2 separate regions of the Zea mays genome follow, and region 2 is linked to region 1. Evidence: chromatin contacts called from public Hi-C data. All regions are on one chromosome and are shown on one strand. Each heading gives the region's core, a stretch centred on a gene start, on an enhancer-like site or on the middle of the called end of the contact. The rest is flanking DNA. Distances are from core to core; before and after follow the strand shown. Region 1 holds the start of LOC100192476. Region 2 holds the start of LOC111590822.

Region 1 (5,962 bases), core at 1,502-4,001:
CGCCTTGGGCATCACACCACTAGCTATGAAAACTGTAGAGACAACTTACCAGACAATAACATAAGAGACTTGAACTTCATACATGAAGATTTGGTTACCTACCTTCAAACTCGACCGAGTTGGTCTCAAGTTGCTTGCACAAATCCTGGACGGTGTCAACCAACTCAACATTGTACCTCCAAACTTAGTCAAGTAGACTCAAATGCTTGAAGTTTCTTCTATGTGAGCATGGGCACGAGGGATTTTCTTTAGGTTCATTCAAAATTTTCTACAAACGACATTGTAAAAAACTAGAGTTTACAAGATGAATTGAGATTTAAGAGAGTACCTGTTGAAATTTTTAGAAATCAGTACCATACTATCGAGCTCCATCTGGCTTCGGCCTTCTACTAAGTCTATCTTTCCCATTGAATTTTGTCCAAACATTACCGAGAGTTCATTGCATTTGGTACTAGACATGGAAGTTTTAGCCTCACACAGAACTTACTTAAAGGGCACATCAAAAAGATGATTGTGAGAGGCAGTTATCTATAGATGGTTCAGAGGCGCATGAAGGACTCCGTACAACAGTAGTATCCTTAGAACTTGACTCGGTTTTTAGGGTCTAAAAAACTTTGGTTTAGATTAAAGTTTTTTGCTGGCGCGTGGATGTGGTCTCGTCCTTCTTCTCCTATGCCGCAACCAAAATATTGTGTTTTTAAAGACGTGCTGGACTGATGTACAATTAAACATAGTCGTGTCGTGCCATTTGGTAACCTGTGCTTATGAAAAAAAAACAATGTTTCAAACAGTCCCAGAGGTATAGTAGTATAGTAGTGATTCATACATTCACACAATTCTTAACCTGCCGTTTCCCTATTTCGAGTATCAGCAAGCAATTAATATGAATTTTAGCCCTGTCTAACAAGTAAGATATTTGATAGTACTAGTACAAACTGAAAATGCGACCACGCCTACGAAATCTCGATCGGCGCATGCGTACTGGAAGGTGGCGCTTGTCTACGAAATCTGTACGTATACGCATGCATGGCTGGATGATAACTACATCCCTCGTACCGAACCGATACCCGCCGCGTGTACGCACGAAATCACTGTCCTACATCATCATCATCAGAAAACTGCCCCCATACACTGAGCTGTAACCTGTAAAGATGGCTCTCTCTCTCTCTCTCTCTCTCTCTCTCTCTCTCTCTCTCTCTCTCTCTCTTTCTTCCCTTCGATCGGGACCTCACTGTCAGCTCAACGTTCAGTTTTACACGCACGATCAGGAGAGCACGCTATATAAAGCAGCGCATCGTCACTGGAGCTCTCTCACTGCACTCTACTGCTCAGGTCGGAAAGTTTCTGTGCCGAGCGAGAACGAGAAGACAAGAGGAAGCCAAAAGGAGAACTAGGGGTGAAAACGGGTAGGGTACCCGAAACGGGTATCGGATACGGGTACTGATTCAGGACCATTTTTCGGATACGGATACGGGTATTTTTATATTCGGGACGGATACGGGTAATACCCGGATAGTATAGCTTCGGATTCGGGTCGGATACGGAACGAGTACTACCCGGTAAATACCCGGATATTCGGGTCGGATACGGGTACCCGGAATTCGGGTACCCGTTTTTTCTTTTTCTGCATAATAATATAGTTATAAAATCATAACTTTTACATATGAAATCGGATGAAGATAAAGTTTATATGAAAATTGTAGAGCTCGAAGAGATCTATAACTTTATAGTACAACACATTTTTGTTTAAACATATCTTTAGGCCAAAATCATTGAAATAATGTCTAAATTTATATCAAAATAATAGACTTTAACATTTTCATGTGGGGACTTAAGATTATCTCCATGTGGGAACTTAGAATTATCTTTTTATAAACTATTTATTAATATTGGTAACTTATTCGCAATTTCCGGTCGACACTACAATATTTTTATGAATTTAATTGTATTTTGATGATTTTCTACAACAAGAAATTAATAATACACCAAATAGCCTAAAAAATTCATGAATTTTTACGGGAACACAACGTATATTCACGTATAGTTCTCAAAAATATTTGGATTATAAAATCCACAAGATGTTGGTGTTTCTTCCATTCCACTCCCACTTATTGCGTGAATTACACGTGAAATCATTTTATGTATCGACGTTTCAACATAATTAATATTTCACTTATCATTTTCATGTGACGACTTGAGGTTTTATTTGAATATAATGTTTATTTGTTTTGGTAAGTTTTTTGCAATTTTGGGTCAAAATTAGTGTATTTATGAATTTTAATTATATTTTGATAATAGTCCGACGGTACAACATATGGCCACATATAGTCATAAAAATAATGGGACCATAAAATCCACACGATGTCAACGTTTTTTCTATTTTATTTCCACTTATTGTGTGAGTTACACGTGAAATCACTCTAAGTATCCAAGTTTCAACATAATCAATACTTCACTTTACCATTTTTATGTGGGAACTTGAAATTATCTTCTATTAAATGTTTATTAGTATTAATTTACTTGCAATTTCGTGGTCGAACAAGAATGTTTTATGATAACCAATTAATGCATTATCCGACAAGTATCCGATATCCGATCAAATAATATCCGTATCTGTCACTTATCCGCCCGGATAAATATCCGGCCCCTGTATCCGTATCCGTCCCGTTTCTAACTATCCGTATCCGATCCCGAATCCGTTTTAAATACATTAGGGTAGGATACAGGATGAGCTACTATCCGTCCGTATCCGCCCGTTTTCACCCCTAAGGAGAACCGAGTTTGGGAGGGAGCGGATGGCAATGGCTCTGCTTCCGCTATTGCTCTCGGTCCTCATCGTCTCCTGCGTCGCGCAGTCGCCGGCCTCGTCGCCGTCCGCGTCGAATGCTCCTCCGGTCAGCGCCTCGGCTCCGCGGGGCTCTGTCGCGCCACCGACAACGGCGGTCTCGGCGCCGCAGGGCTCTGTCGCAGCACCGACGACAGCTGCGGCCTCGGCGCCGAAGGCCTCTGTCGCGGCACCGACAACGGCAGCCTCGGCGCCGCAGGCCTCTGCAGCGCCACCGACGACAACGGCGGCCTCGGCGCCAACGGTCTCTGTCGCTGCGCCGCAGGCCTCTGCACAGCCGCCAGCACCAGTTTTCGCGTCGGCGCCCCAGGCGTCGGCCGCGGCACCAACGAAAGCAGCCGCCGCCCCTCAGGTCTCAGCCGCGGCGCCGGCAACAGCAGCCTTGCCGCCAACTACATCAGCCTCCGCGCCCCAGGCCTCGGCCGCGGCACCAACAAAAGCAGCCTTGCCGCCACAGGCCTTTGCTGCGGCGCCAACTACATCAGCCGCGGCGCCGCAGGCCTCTGCCACCGCACCTCCTACCGGCGCCGCCGCGCCACCGACCGCAGCTGCTTCTCCGCAGCTGGCTGCCACGTTGCCTCCGGTTTCCTCCCCGCCACTGGCCGCTACGCCACCTGTCTCTGCTACCCCTCCAGCCACGCTACCTCCCGTCGCATCGCCTACCGTCGCCGTCGCTGCGCCAGCCCCGGCGACTCCGGCTCCAGTCGCCTCCCCGCCCGTAGCAATGCCACCGGCGGCGCTTGCCCCGGCCACGCTCCCTCCAGTGATGGCTCCGACACCACTTCTCGCTGCCCCCGTCATGCCTCCCATCGCGCCACCTGTCACGGCTCCCGCACCGGCTCCCGTTTCTCCGGCTCCAAGTCCAAGCGTCGCCCCGACCCCGTCTCCGACAGAAGCTCCCACCCCGTCGCCCACAGAGGCCCCGACCCCGTCTCCCACGCAGGCGCCTACACTCGCGCCGTTGAGCTCGGTGTCGGTGAGCCCGTCGCTGGCGCCGGGGCCCGCGCTCGCTCAGGAGGACGAGTCGGCGGCGCCGAGCTCGCGCACTGGCGTCGTCGCGGCCCTGGTGGCCGCCGGGCTCGTCGTCGGCTTGTTTTAAGAAGTAGAGCTGCGGCGTTTATTACCGCTATACGTCCGTACCGTTCCTCGCACGGGTCTCTTGTTCTCCTGTTGGTGTTCTCATGGATTGATGCACGCACGAACCATTCTTGCTGTACAACACATTGATAATTTATTTTCCATTTATTATGTATGGATGACGGACTGCCTGCTGCTTTCTTTTGATTATACTCTGATGCGTGTAGTGCATGGAAGATGTATCAGTAGTCTCCGAGCCGCGTGTCGCTAGTAAAACGCGTGTCATGCTGCGTTTTTTGTACGCTTGTTGTCACGTAAATGGACGTGGAGATGGCAACTAGGTTCTAGTAGATGCACGCAGGCGAAGACGAAAGAAGAAGGCCTGCCTTGGAGGAACGTGACCAGCCGTAACAGTATGTCGCCGACGATGGTAGATCCGGTGCTCTTGCCGACATTTTCTGCGAAGGGGAGGACAGGAACTCGTAGCACCACCGACAGAAACGACATGAAACGCGACGCACGTACGATGCCCATCGCAGGGACGAGATCCGTAGGGTCAACCGGGTGGGTGGCCTGGGGCCAGGGCGGGCCGGCCGGCCGGCCGGCCGCGCGTTCCGCTGCTCCCAAAAGGCCAATGATACACCACCCTCAAATCATTCGGCCACCCACCGTCGTTCGCGTTTGACATTTGTGTGATTCGTGAATCTGACTGACACACCGTACAGCACATGCCGGGTACTCCAGTACTAGTCTCCACTCTCCACTACGCCATCGCCACCGAGAAAATACGCTTCGCCGTGGGAAGAAGCGTCACTGCGTCAGCATCGGCAGAGGCATGCGTGTCGGTTGACGAACTCCGGGAGTCGGGAGGGAAAGAGGAGCCGACGAGGGGGAGTGGGGAACAGAGCAATACAATGAGGTAGTAGATCCTGCCAGTGCGCCATCGAGCTCGCACTGTGAATCCCAGGGTCTGTCGCAAAAAACGCCGCCCGGCACAACACCCGTGAGAGCGCGTACGTGGGGGCGCCGCGAAACATGCGCCGGTCGGTCGTCGGTTGGCGCTGGCGCTGGCGCTGGCCTGGTTCGGAGAGTGAGACGGCATCGTCGTGTATGAACCATGAGCAGCTACCAGCTAGGACTGGGGAGCGACGGATCCACGTACATTATGTCAGTATGTACTGCACCTGTGATCGTCGGGAGCTGGTCCTGGTCCTGGCCCTCGAGCCACCTGCCGCCGATGATGAGGCGTACTACGGAGTACTAGCCTCCTGTCTCTTCTGCCATGCTCGCCGTGCCCGGTTTGGCGTTTTTCTTACACGGCTGGTTGCCTATGCGGCCACCACCGGCCAGCAACCGCTGATTGAACTCCAAGGTAGGGAACAATAATGGCCGATAGCAGTTACTGAATGAAAGGAGGTGAACGTTGGAAGCGATGCGCCAGCTGCTGTCCGTGTCCGTGCTTCACAAATGATGCCAGCCTACCGAGCAGTGCGCGCCGGACGTTTTCCCTGTGAGCGCAACGACAGCCAGCCAGCGAGGTACGGCGAACGGGCCCGAACGATTCGGCAGAAAAAAAAAATGGCGCACTTATCGTGTCCATACATGTCAAGAATTCATTCTCGTAAACCTAACGGTGCTAGTAACAAGGTGAGATGGTAAATGTTTGTTGTCAACAAACTGATGATTGAAGAGTAACCCTTTTAGCCTCGACTCTTTTTTTAATCTAATATTTGTTGAATTTTTTTACCTTCCACTTTTGGTCTAATTAATTTGATCTACTTATGCTATAATAATGTCTCAATATAAAACTATAAACATAAAAAGGTACTCTCGTAGACTTTTAATATAGTTTAGAATGATTGTTCGTGTAATTTCCTAATTGGCATGTGGTTTGTTTAGAGAGCAACTTTTTTCAAGATCGTCCTAGTTAATTCTTTTCCGCAATAATTTATATGGTGGGTGCTTCAAGCATAAACTTGTTTAATATTTTAGTTTATGTTATTTAGCAACAGATGCGGTTAACTCATATTGAAATTAAAG
Region 2 (5,956 bases), core at 3,355-5,854, 590 kb before region 1:
GGGACGGGGCGAGCTCGAATGTTGTACTTCCACCACGCGGGAAAGACATCGTCGACTCTGCCGCCGGCGGGCGGGCTATCGGCCGCCATTGTCGCTGTCGCGCGGCGGGGGAAGGAGTATCATGTCGTAGCTGCCGTCGAGGGACATGAACTCAAGACTCCCGAAACGGAGTACCGTCCCGGGCTGGAAAGGTTGCTGGAGACTGCCCATCTGGAGCTTGACGGGAAGCTGTTCGTCAACACGCAGCAGGCCCCTACCTGGCGCGCCAACTGTCGGCGTTTCGAAACCCGGGGGTCCCTGGACCGACGAGTAAATGATCGCCGCGTGCCCCAGCCCAGATGGGTCGGCGCGAGACGGAGCGCGAAGGGGGGAGGCAGCCGGAGGGAGATGGGCGTGAGAGGTGGAATCCCGCGGCCTTCGTGTTTGTCCCGCGCTAAGGTCGGGTGCGCTTGCAGTAGGGGGTTACAAGCGTCCACGCGGGAGGGAGCGAGCGGCCTCACGCGAGCGTCGTCTCGTCCTTCCCCGCGCGGCCAACCCTCTGTAAGAGGGCCCTGGTCCTTCCTTTTATAGGCGCAAGGAGAGGATCCAGGTGTACAATGGGGGGTGTAGCAGTGTGCTAACATGTCTAGCGGAGGAGAGCTAGCGCCCTAAGTACATGCCATCGTGGCAGCCGGAGAGGTTTTGGCACCCGGTTCGTGTGGTGTCGTGGCCGTCGGAGGAGCGCTGGAGCCTGGCGGAAGGACAGCTGTCGGGGCTGTCGAGTCCTTGCTGACGTCCTCTTGCTTCCGTAAGGGGGCTGAGAGTCGCCGTCGTCATAGAGCGTGCGGGGCGCCATCATTACTTGTCTGGCGGAGCGAGCTAGATGGGACGCCGGTCTTGTTCCCCGTAGCCTGAGTCAGCTTGGGGTAGGGTAATGATGGCGCCTCCTGTTGACGTGGTCGGTCCGTGCCCTGGGTTGAGCGATGTGGAGGCTCCTCCGAGGTCAAGGTCGAGTCTGTCTTCCGAGGCTGAGGTCGAGTCCGAGCCCCCGGGTCGGGCGAGGCGGAGACCGTCGGCTGAGGCTAGGGCTGAGTCCGAGCCCTGGGGTCGGGCGAAGCGGAGTTCGTCGTCTTCCGGGGCTGAGCCCGAGTCCGAGCCCTGGGGTCAGGCGGAGCGGAGTTCGTCGTCTTCCGGGGCTGAGCCCGAGTCCGAGCCCTGGGGTCGGGCGAAGCGGAGTTCGTCGTCTTCCGGGGCTGAGCCCGAGTCCGAGCCCTGGGGTCGGCCGAAGCGGAGTTCGTCGTCTTCCGGGGCTGAGCCCGAGTCCGAGCCCTGGGGTCGGGCGGAGCAGAGTTCGTCGTCTTCCGGGGCTGAGCCCGAGTCCGAGCCCTGGGGTCGGGCGAAGCGGAGTTTCCCATGGCGCCTAGGGCTGGACTTGGCTGCTGTCAGCCTCACTCTGTCGAGTGGCTCAGCAGTCGATGCGGCGCAGGCGGCGTTGTCCTCTTGTCAGACCGGTCAGTGGAGCGGTGAAGTGACTGTGGTCACTTCGGCTCTGTCGATTGGAGGGCGTGCGTCAGGATAAAGGTGTCAGGCCACCTTTGCATTAAATGCCCCTGCGATTTGGTCGGTTGGCGTGGCGATTTGGCCAAGGTTGCTTCTTGGTGAAGACTGGGCCTTGGGCGAGCCGAAGGTGTGTCCGTTGCTGGAGGGGGGGCCTCGGGCGAGACGTAGATCCTCCGGGGTCGGCTGCCCTTGCCCGAGGCTGGGCTCGGGCGAGGCGTGATCGAGTCCCTCGAATGGACCGATCCTTGACTTAGTCGCACCCATCAGGCCTTTGCAGCTTTGTGCTGATGGGGGTTACCAGCTGAGAATTAGGAGTCTTGAGGGTACCCCTAATTATGGTCCCCGACAACCAGGGACTAAAGATTAGTCCCCTAACCAAACGGGATCTTATAAAAATTCTTGTGCTAAGTAGAATATATTGTTTCCATACATGCATATATCCATACTAGTAACTTACTCGCTCTTCGCGCGAGTCTTCTAACGGTATGTTTAAACAGTTAATTTAGTGTATATGAACAGTAAAGAAAGTGATATTGTAAATTTATATAAGCAATTCATAGATCTATTAATATATGTGGAAATAGGTTTGCGTCTAGAAATTTGCAAGACTTTTTGAATAAATTCAGTGGTTGTGGTGAATATAACGTTCTAACTTGATGTGTTGTACTTATTTATTATGCAACGTACACAATAATATCTTGACATGTAAGTACTTACTTATGCAAAAAGAAAATATTGTCATGCATGTTGAACAATTAGATGATGTGGCCTGTAATTTGGCCCACTGTTTTTGCTACTGAGAGGACCTTGATAGGGGTCTGGTGATATTCTATATCAAGCACGAAAATTGTGGTTATATATGGATCTAAATTGATAATCATCTCACTTTAGTCAGTATATATCACTTTCCCTGGTTGGCATATGATAAAATATGGCACTGATGCAATAACAAATTCTAATAGCATCGATGAGGGAATATTGTTTGAGGAGTGAAGTGATGCAACTGAAACAATACAAAGCAAATTAATAGAAGGAAGAAAGATTGGGAAATACACTATCAAGTCGTTTGTTGAACTGAGTGAGGTAACAACATGAATATTTTTGTAGCTGAAAAGTTGGAATGTACAAATGTAGAATCCAGATCATATTGGATTTTATTTTATAAATGGGGCTTAGTTGTCACAAAAGAGATGTGTGCTAAAATGAAGTTTATTTTTTAAATGGGGCTTAGTTGTCACAAAAGAGATGTGTGTTAAAATGAGATGTGTGCTAAAACGAAGTTCACAGGGACTTCCTGAACTAAGCGCATTTGACAGCAGTCCTGTGTATGTATATATGGGCAATGACTAATATGCAAGCAACCATTATGTGCAAGCGTGCAAATAGGTCTTTTGGTTCGTTAGATCTAGATCTAACTGTATGCTATATTTAGCATTTAAATCCTTCCACTACCACCTCGTGTAGCTTTATAAAAAAGCCCCTAACAAACTACGATTACACATATGGTTGGATCTAGATCCAACGGACCAAGAGAGCTACTTGCACACTTGCACCTAATGACTGCTTGCATATTAGTCGTTGCCGTATATATGTGCATTCATAGTATAGGACGTATGTTCATATGTTTATTTATAGATAGCAGCATATCGTCGGTCATGTGTACTTGAACACTTATTCTAAGTGTGTATCTATATGTACATAGAGGGAAAAGTATGGTGATTATGGAGGAAATATGGTGGTCATACCTATTGTAGCAGCAATGGTGACCTCTGACAAAAAAAAGTGATCAACTTTATGTGTGGTAAATAGGTATGCACGGTTAGTTATTTCAATGAAACATGGGTGATGGAGTAAAACATGAAACACAAATAGGAAAAATATGAAGGTGTGCGTTGTATCGAGGAACATGGAATAAACATCCTATACTTCAATTGGCAGAGTAAGCACACCTTAATTGGCAGAATAAACATGAGATTTACGGTCTATAGGTCTAGGAGAGACATGTATTTTGGTGAGTATGGAAAGGAATAGGTAACCATTTGTTTACTACAAAACCATACTATCTGTTCTGAATAGAAGTTGTAGGTTGTCCAAATGAACTGCTGCCAGACGTCAATTGTAGGAAGCAAATTATACATGTTTATTGTGACAGCAAACTGCAGAAGGCAAACTGAATGCATTGGCGAAAGGCAACGGCGATAACTAAGCAAAACCAACACGGATTCTAGGAGTCGGAAACAGACTCGAAATCCACCAACGGCAACACTGAACTATCAAATGGTTGGTTCATCTCTGCATATCGTCTGACTCTTTCATATAGTAGGTGAAAATCACACCAAAATTGAAAGGGGAGGGGGGACAATGAGCCGTTTCCAAAGGAGTAAACAAATTCGAAGGAGCATCATCCAGTAAAGAATCCAAATCGACTGGTGCACAGTAATAAAAGTAATTCCTTGTACGATCGCCCGACGATAGCTTGCCTGTAGGTCTGGCCTAGCCAAGGCGTTCGACCGAGAAGGGAGAGCGGGTGGAGGGAGGCGAGTGGCTGGCCGGTTGCCGGCTAGCCTACAGGCCTGGCCCGGCCGTGTGGAGGAGGGGCACTGCGCTGGAGCGATGGAGCCGTTGAGTGTGGCTGCGGCATGCGGAGGCGCTATGCAGAGCGGGACTTTGTGAGAGGGTATGTGCATGCGCCCGTGTGAGGGGTGGGAGGAGAAGCCGTCGAGCCTGATCGTCGCCACCTGTGTGACGAGCGCGAGTAAGGGAGGGAGCGGAATATGAGTGCCGACGTTGAGGAAGATATAGATGTGAGATGCAGAAACGCACCACGGGCATGTGCCTATGTGAGAGGCGGGAGGGGAAGTCGCTGGCGCCGTCAAGCATGAGCGTCATTGCCGTCTCATGTGTGCCGAGCGCGAGAAAGGATGCGGGCGAAGATGAGCATCGTCGTTGCGAGGAAGATGATGGGTGATGCAGAAACCTACTACGCGCCTACGCCTGTGGAAGAGGTGTGAGGGAAAGTCGCTGGCGCCGTCGAGTGTAGGCGTCACCGTCGTCGCCTGCGTGTCGAGGGCAAGTAAGGAAGGGAGCGGAAGATAAGCGTCGGCTCCGTGCCTTCGCTGTAAATAAAAGCGACAAGACGAAATTTCTAGATGCTTGACACATTGATCTTACCTTGGAAGATTCGAACACGAAAGGCAACAGTGAAGAGGACAATCCAGGCTCATTGTGGTCCTTACCGTTTTCCACCGCGCTCTTATCTCACCGTGTATCCGAAATCTGACGGCTGGTAGAAATAGAGCATACGTGGACAGCCTATCATAGCAGGTTTGCGTCAAGCTCTATTATATAGAAATTTGAACATCCTTTCTTTGAAAGTTCGGTTTTCTTGGGGAGGAGGACCGGAGGAGATGGTCGACATGCAGGATTGCAGGATGTCACCGTGCTTTGGTTACCTGGTGCTGGTGGCGTCACTGCCTATGTTGACATCAATGAAGACGGCACACTCTGTATCGGAGTTGGGTGGTACTGGGACGAAGACGAAGGGATCAACCTGGTGATGGAGAGAGACTATGGAACAGATGGGAGGCTCAGGGAGGTTCGTTCGAAAACTGAAGTAGAGCGCCGGTGGTATCAATCAGTTACATAATAACCCAAACATTCTTTTATTTTCTATTTTTCTGCTTTGATAACCTTTGTTTCGAAATAGCAGTGTAGGATCAACATCTGATACACAAAACCTGCCCGTTTGACAGCATTGATGTTAAGCTGTAATTTTTTGTTGCTTCTGTGGAATGTGGATGTTCTGGTTTCATCAATAAGAAAAATAAGCTTTCAATTGCCGTTGTCCTATGCGTCATATTTTATGCTACACAGCTACAGCCACAGAATGACTCGTTCAGAACGTTATATTTTGGCCACTTGCTGTGGAGTATGCTGACAGTTTTTGAGAAACCCACGCTGCATGCCTGCGTCTGATCTAGATCTTCGCCCATTAGGTGACAAGATTGATGACCTTGATCTGTCTTTGACATCTTTTATTCGTCTTTGATAAACTGATTTATCTCTGAACGTCAATATTCTTGAGTGAAATTCAGATCTGGCTCATCTTTTGGGGTCGAAAATTCCACCTGGATACTCCGAGCTTCAGCAGCCACCTTGCTTGAAGTCTCTGGGAGACCGGCACTGACTGAGGTCGTGGGAACGTTTGCTTTCTACGCCAAACGTCTGGCCCAGGCTGAAGCAAGGAAACCGCAATAATTCGCGCCACCATCGGGACGGCCGGACGGGAGCCACGCCAAACTAAGAAACGCCAAGTTGCCAGCCAAACGAACCAGCTAAAACAAGGGGGGGCAGCACCGCGGCGCGGCGCGGCGTGGGGACAGAGCCCTCGTGATCGATCCGTCCGTGGGATCTCGCG

Evidence for each region. Hi-C and Micro-C count contacts between places; a contact is called where the count stands out from the background.
Region 2: a contact with region 1 is called in a Hi-C map of leaf, with 6 times the contacts expected there. The contact joins the promoter of LOC111590822 here to the promoter of LOC100192476 in region 1. A contact is called at or near these places in 3 of 25 Hi-C or Micro-C datasets (leaf and an unstated tissue).

What each region holds. Positions count from the first base shown.
Region 1 is chr2:22,390,915-22,396,876 of Zm-B73-REFERENCE-NAM-5.0, reverse strand. It overlaps LOC100192476, which reads left to right and starts at 2,751. Exons shown (of 1, transcript NM_001137696.2): 1 at 2,751-4,132. The coding sequence starts at 2,796. The coding sequence ends at 3,944.
Region 2 is chr2:22,980,268-22,986,223 of Zm-B73-REFERENCE-NAM-5.0, reverse strand. It overlaps LOC111590822, which reads right to left and starts at 4,604. Exons shown (of 2, transcript XM_023301603.1): 1 at 4,363-4,604; 2 at 3,719-4,277. The coding sequence starts at 4,428. The coding sequence ends at 3,870. LOC100280027 (ELMO/CED-12 family protein) reads left to right here and starts at 5,843. Exons shown (of 9, transcript NM_001152971.1): 1 at 5,843-5,956.